Linked DNA regions of Sus scrofa: region 1 is linked to region 2. The links are chromatin contacts, called in public targeted proximity ligation maps. All regions are on one chromosome and are shown on one strand. The core of a region is the stretch at or near the end of the contact, and the rest is flanking DNA. Distances in the headings are between cores, read along the strand shown. Region 1 overlaps LOC106509690 (a long non-coding RNA gene). Region 2 overlaps MKL2 (MKL/myocardin-like protein 2).

The links.
Region 1: a targeted proximity ligation map of alveolar macrophages shows a contact between it and region 2. A contact is called at or near these places in 1 of 5 promoter capture datasets (liver) and 1 of 2 datasets of targeted methods (alveolar macrophages).

What each region holds. Positions count from the first base shown.
Region 1 is chr3:29,245,476-29,248,470 of Sscrofa11.1, reverse strand. LOC106509690 (a long non-coding RNA gene) reads left to right here. Exons shown (of 4, transcript XR_002342411.1): 4 at 1,133-2,494. Among named protein-coding and RNA genes, the nearest start is that of MKL2, 6.8 kb to the right of the region's middle.
Region 2 is chr3:29,106,538-29,109,238 of Sscrofa11.1, reverse strand. All of the region lies in intron 2 of MKL2 (MKL/myocardin-like protein 2), which reads left to right. Among named protein-coding and RNA genes, the nearest start is that of MKL2, 130 kb to the left of the region's middle.

The sequences.
Region 1 (2,995 bases), core at 136-2,635, 140 kb before region 2:
GTTGTTGTTGTTGTTGCTGTTGTTTGCTTGTTGTTTGTTTTGGTTTTTTTGTTTTTTGCAGTGTGACAAACTATTAAGCAACACCATCCTTAGACCCAGGCGAGGGCAGTCTCTGCCCTTGCTTAGCAGGGCCCTAATCTGTCCTTCTTGAAGTCGCAGTCCTGGCCCACAGGTGAGCAGACCACAAGGCCAAGGATGCAGGCCCTGCAGATGGCTGCAGGCCTGTTTGGGTTGAGAATTCTGGGGTCCTGGGTGCCTGGGCCCTGGGCCCCCACCTTCTTCCTGAATGGCCCTAGCCTGCACCCAGGGCCTCGGTGGGCCTCTTTCCTAGGTCCCTTCCCCTAGGGGAGGACAGCACGACAGACGCTTGTACTCCAAGTCCAAAGACAACTGACTGTATGGAGTGTGGACAAGCTTGGACACGGGGTTGAAATGCCAGCCCTCTTCCCCAGCAGCTGGGGGCCGTGAGGGAAGGGTGCGTCCAACTGTTCTTATGCCATTTGATAAGAAACTAGAATGCCAAGGAGATTGGGAGAATCTTTAATTCAAACTTGGCTTCCCAGGTGGTTATAAAGGTATATCCATCAGGGAGTTCCCATCGTGGCTCAGCAGTAATGAACCCGATTTTTTTTTTTTTTATCCATGAGGATGCAGGTTCAATCCTAGCCTTGCTCCGTGGGTTAAGGATCCAGTGTTGCCATGAGCTGTGGTTGTAGGTCACATATGCAGCTTGGATCCTGCATTACTATGACTGTGGCAAAGGCCAGCAGCTGTAGCTCTGGTTCAACCCCTAGCCTGGGAACTTCCATATGCTATGGGTGTGGCTCTAAAAAAGAAAAAATAAATAATTTTTTTTTTAAAAAAGCATATCCATCAAGATAGAAGTATAACAATTTTTAAACACAGCTTAATTTACAGCTCTTAAATTCTTTAGCCATATGGTATATGGGCCTCCCTTTATGCCCTTGCTCCAGGCCCCACCGTTGCTTGGGGAAAGCCTGTTGCTGGGTCCATCCTCCACGTGGGCAAAAGACCACATGAGTATACCTGTGAGAGGAAGCATCATTTCGACCTGTGCATGCCCTTGTTTCCCAAATGCTAAATTGAGCCCATACATCCTCTTGCCTTTCAGATGACTGAAATGACCAAAGAACTAGAAAAAAATCCTTGCATACCCACCTGCCATAGTGTCCTAGAGCTGCCATAACAAAGCACTGCACATTGGGTGATTACAGCAACAGAAATTTATTCTCTCCCAGTTCCAGAAGTTGGAAGTCAAGGTATCAGTCGGGCCAGGCTCCCCCAGAGGCTGCAGGGGAGAATCCTCCTTCACCACTTCCAGCTCCTGAAGGCTGCGGGTAAGGCTTGCATTGCTCAACTCCTATGCAGCTTCCCCCTTCCAGTCTCTGCCTTCATCTTCACATGGGCTTCTTCCTTCTGAGTGTATCTCGGTGTAGTCTCTCCTCGTCTTAGAAGGACAGCAGTCACTGGACTTAGGGCGCACCATACCCCTGTATGATATCCTCTCAACAGTTACATCTGCAAACACCCCATTTCCAGTTAAGGTCACATCCTGAGGTTCCTGGTGGATGTGGAGTTTGGGGAGACATTATTCAACCCTGTACAAAGACTCTTGTTTTTTGTTTCTGTCTCTGTTTCTTTGTCTCTGTCATTCTCTCTTCTTTGCAGGATGAGTTAGCTTTGTAAAAATTAATTGGGACACTTTTAAATTTTTTATACCCTGAAAACAATTCGATCATATAGAAATTCTCTCTTCCTTTAAGGTTTGACAGAATTTGCCCAACGCCTCCCCCAAATTGCCTAAGTTCACGTTTCATCAAAGTCTTGCAGAGTTCTTTATCAGCTGCTTCTGTGACTTTTCATCTTGTTGAATTTTTCTGCCTATTCTTGAGTGGATTATATTGTCTTATTTTGGTTAATATTTTATTAGCATAAATTTAAACACAGTGTGCTTTTAGCTTGAATCCTCTTTCATGTCTTTGTCTCTCATCCCTTTTATATTTCTAGAGCTGTTTATTTGCATTTTTTTCTTTTTTTTCCTCATGCAAACTTGCCAGAGGTTTGTCTCATTTATTGGTCTTTTTTTTTTTTTTTTTTTTTTGCGCATGGTTCCTAGTCGGATTCGTTTCCACTGTGCCACGATGGGAACTCCTTATTGATCTTTTAAAAGAGTTAGCTCTTTGATTTGTCTTATCAATTCTATTGTTTTCTGTTTTCTAATTTGCTTTTGTCTGCTTTTCTCTTTCCTTCTTTCCTTCTGCCACCCTTAGATTTATTTTATTAGTTTTTAATCTCAGTTGTTTAGTTAATTGCTTTTTTATTCATTTTTATCTTATAACAAAACCACTTAGCTTTATCTTTTCTCCAGTAAGTAGCCAGAGAGATGGGCGCACTGTGAGACCATCATAGCCAGGAGTCAGGGCCTGGGAATAGAAAAGATCAAAAACATCTTTCTTGGGAGTTCCCTTTGTGGCTCAACTAGCATCCATGAGGATGCAGGTTCAATCCCTGGCCTCGCTCGGTGGGTTCAGGATCTGGCATTGCCTTGAGCTGTGGTGTCGGTCACAGATGCGGCTTGGATCCGGCATTGCTGTGGCTGTGGCTGGCAGCTTCGGCTCCAGTTTGACCCCCTAGCTTGGGAACTTTCTTATGCTGTGGGTGCAGCCCTAAAAAGCAAAACAAAAACCACATTTCTCTGTTAGGGACCTGGCTATCAGTCCAAAAGGCTATTTGTTCAGGTAATGTTACTACACACATGATCTCTTTTTATTGTTGCTTCCTGCCAAATGCTAATTAGAGGGCTCTGGTGATCTCTAGACAGCTAGAGGTTGACTGTTTGCATCCCCTTAAAAGTCTTAGTTTGAAACCTAACCCCCACCGTGATGGTGTTTGGAGGTGGGGTCTTAGGGAGGTGATTAGTCATGAGGGTGGGGGCACCATGAATGGGATTAGTGCCATTATAAAAGAGACCCCA
Region 2 (2,701 bases), core at 4-2,503:
TGCTTAACTGGTCCGGATATCCTGGACAAGTAAATTCAGCTTCATTTCTTTTCATGAGTTTTGCAATACTTTGCTTGATATCTTTGTTTAAATTTAAATTCTACTGATTTCTATTATCAAGAAGAGTAAAGAGCTAGAAAACAGCGAGACTGCCGTCCTTTTAGTGGCCTTCTCTCCATTTTCCCCTTCCCCTCTTCTCCCTTTTCCCTTTCACCTCCCCTTCCTGCCCTGGAGAACTTAGAGATAGGAGTACAGTATGTTTTTTATCTGTTAAATAAAACATTGGTTTAATCTGTTTATAAATATTTACTTCTTGGCATTTAAATCAAATGCTAATTTATGGCTCAGCAAGATTAGAGTTTGCTTTTACCCCAGTGTTTGATAAATATGGAAATCATCTCAGCTTAAAATTATTCCTCCAATCAATTTTTATTCTCTGAGAATCACTCATTTTGAATACACTTGGAAAATGCAGTTGTTGAAGCTAAAAAGATTTGGGCTTTGGCAATTTTACTTGGGGAACAAATACAATTTTCTAGTTCTTTTTGTATAACAATGCAAAAAACCACATGTGTTCTAAGCCTTTGCTAATTCAAAATTTTAGATGGACTGCAATGAATATTTCAGGAACCCTCTTTACTTAAATGTTAGCTGCAGTACTTCAGAATGCATCGCTTTGGAGACTGTTAAGTATGCATTTTGCTCCATGCTATGTTCATTTGAAGCAAGTCTGCAGTAAACAAGTTAAAAAAATAAATCGTCACATTGGCATTTTTAGAGCTATAAGAGCCGCTTTAGGCATAGAAGAGCAGTTATGTAACTTCTTCTATACAGTGTATTATCAGTATGTGGTATATTTATAGTACACTTTGCTATGTATTTAATGTCTACACATAAATCCAACTGGTGCAAATAAAAACTCATTATTTGAAAGAATTATGACCTAATGTCAAAAACATATCCTGTTTATGTGCAGCACATCTACAACGTTAGATTTCATTTTCTTCGGGTCTGGAGTTTAATTCCAGCTACTCCCTCAGTGTTTGCTAAAGTGAGCAGTAAAAGAAGGTGGTTTCCTTCATTTGCCCTGGAGCAGGTGTGTTGTGCTGGTCTCATTCAGCACGACTGTTGTGTCATAATTGCCTGATCAACAAGGTCCTTCCATCCAGGAGAGCAGGGGTTGTGAATGAGTCCTTGTGGAACCCCCAGTGCCCAGGGCAGTGCCCGATGCACTTGACCTACAGTGTGTGTGTGTAAAGAATTGTGCCGATGGAGCTTTCCACAGCTTCCTCTTCCACACTGCTTCCTCCTCGCCCAGCATCATCTGTCTCTCCCAATTATTTGCTCCAACTTTACTTGCGTTTTGGCACATATGTGTCGTGTTATTGTAGAAGGAATACGAGCCCTGAAGTTGGAATCCTGACTTTGAGGCTAATCTCTCAATTTTATTTAATCTTTCCAAGCCTTGGTTTTCTCATCTGTAAAAGGGAAGTAATACTTAACCCACAGAGAGGTCATTAGAGCAAAATTAAGGAAGGCATGGAGTAAGCTTAGTACCACACAGAGTGGTAATGTAATAGACTTCCTTTTTCTTTTCTAAACTTTATTGGGGTATAGTTGACTTATGAAGTTGTGTTAGTTTCACGTGTACAGCAAAGTAAATCAGTTATACCTATATCTGTTCCTTTTCAGAATTTTTTCCTATGTAAGTTATTACATAATATTGAGTAGATTTCCCTGTGTTGTACAACAGGTCCTTTTACTTATCTTTTTTATATATAGTCATGTGTATGTGTCAGTCCCAACCTCCTAATTTATTCCCCTTGCCCTCTCTACGTTTCCCCTTGGTAACCATAAATTTGGTTTTGAAGTCTTTGAGTCTGTTTCTGTTTTGTAAGTTCTTTTGTATCATTTTAAAAATTGGATTCCACATACTAGTGGTCTCCTGTGGTATTTGTCTTTCTCTTTATGACTTACCTCACTTAATGACTTGCTACACTTAATGTGATAATTCCCGGGTCCATCCATGTTACTGCAAATGGCGTTATTCTTTTTTATGGCTGAATAATATTCCATGGAATATATATACCACATCTTCTTTACCTAGTCCTCTCTTGATGGACATTTAGGTTGCTTCCATGTTAAATAGTGCTGCAGTGAACATTGAGGTGCATGTATCTTTTTGAATTATGGTTTTCTCTGGATGTGTGCCCAGGAGTGGGATTGCTGGATCATATGGTAGTTCTCTTTTTAGTTTTTTAAGGAACCTTCATACTGTTCTCCATAGTGGTTGTACCATTTTACCTTCCCACCAACAGTGTAGGAGTGTTCCCTTTTCTCCATACCCTCTCCAGCATTTATTGTCTGGAGACTTTGTGATGCATCACTTTGCATTCTGACTCGTGTGAAGTGATACCTCGTTGTAGTTGTGATTTGCATTTTGGTGATAATTAGTGATGTTGAGAATCTTTTCATGGGCTTTTTGGCTGTCTGTCTTCCTTGGTTAGATCTTCTGACCATTTATTTATTTATTTATTTATTTTTGATATAAAGGTGTGTAAGATGTTTGTGTATTTTGAAGGTTAATCCCTTGTCGACCACTTTATTTGCAAATATTCTCTCCCATTCTGTGGATTGTTTTTTCATTTTGTTTATGGTTTCCTTTATTGTGTGAAAGCTTTCAGGTTTGATTAGGTCTCAT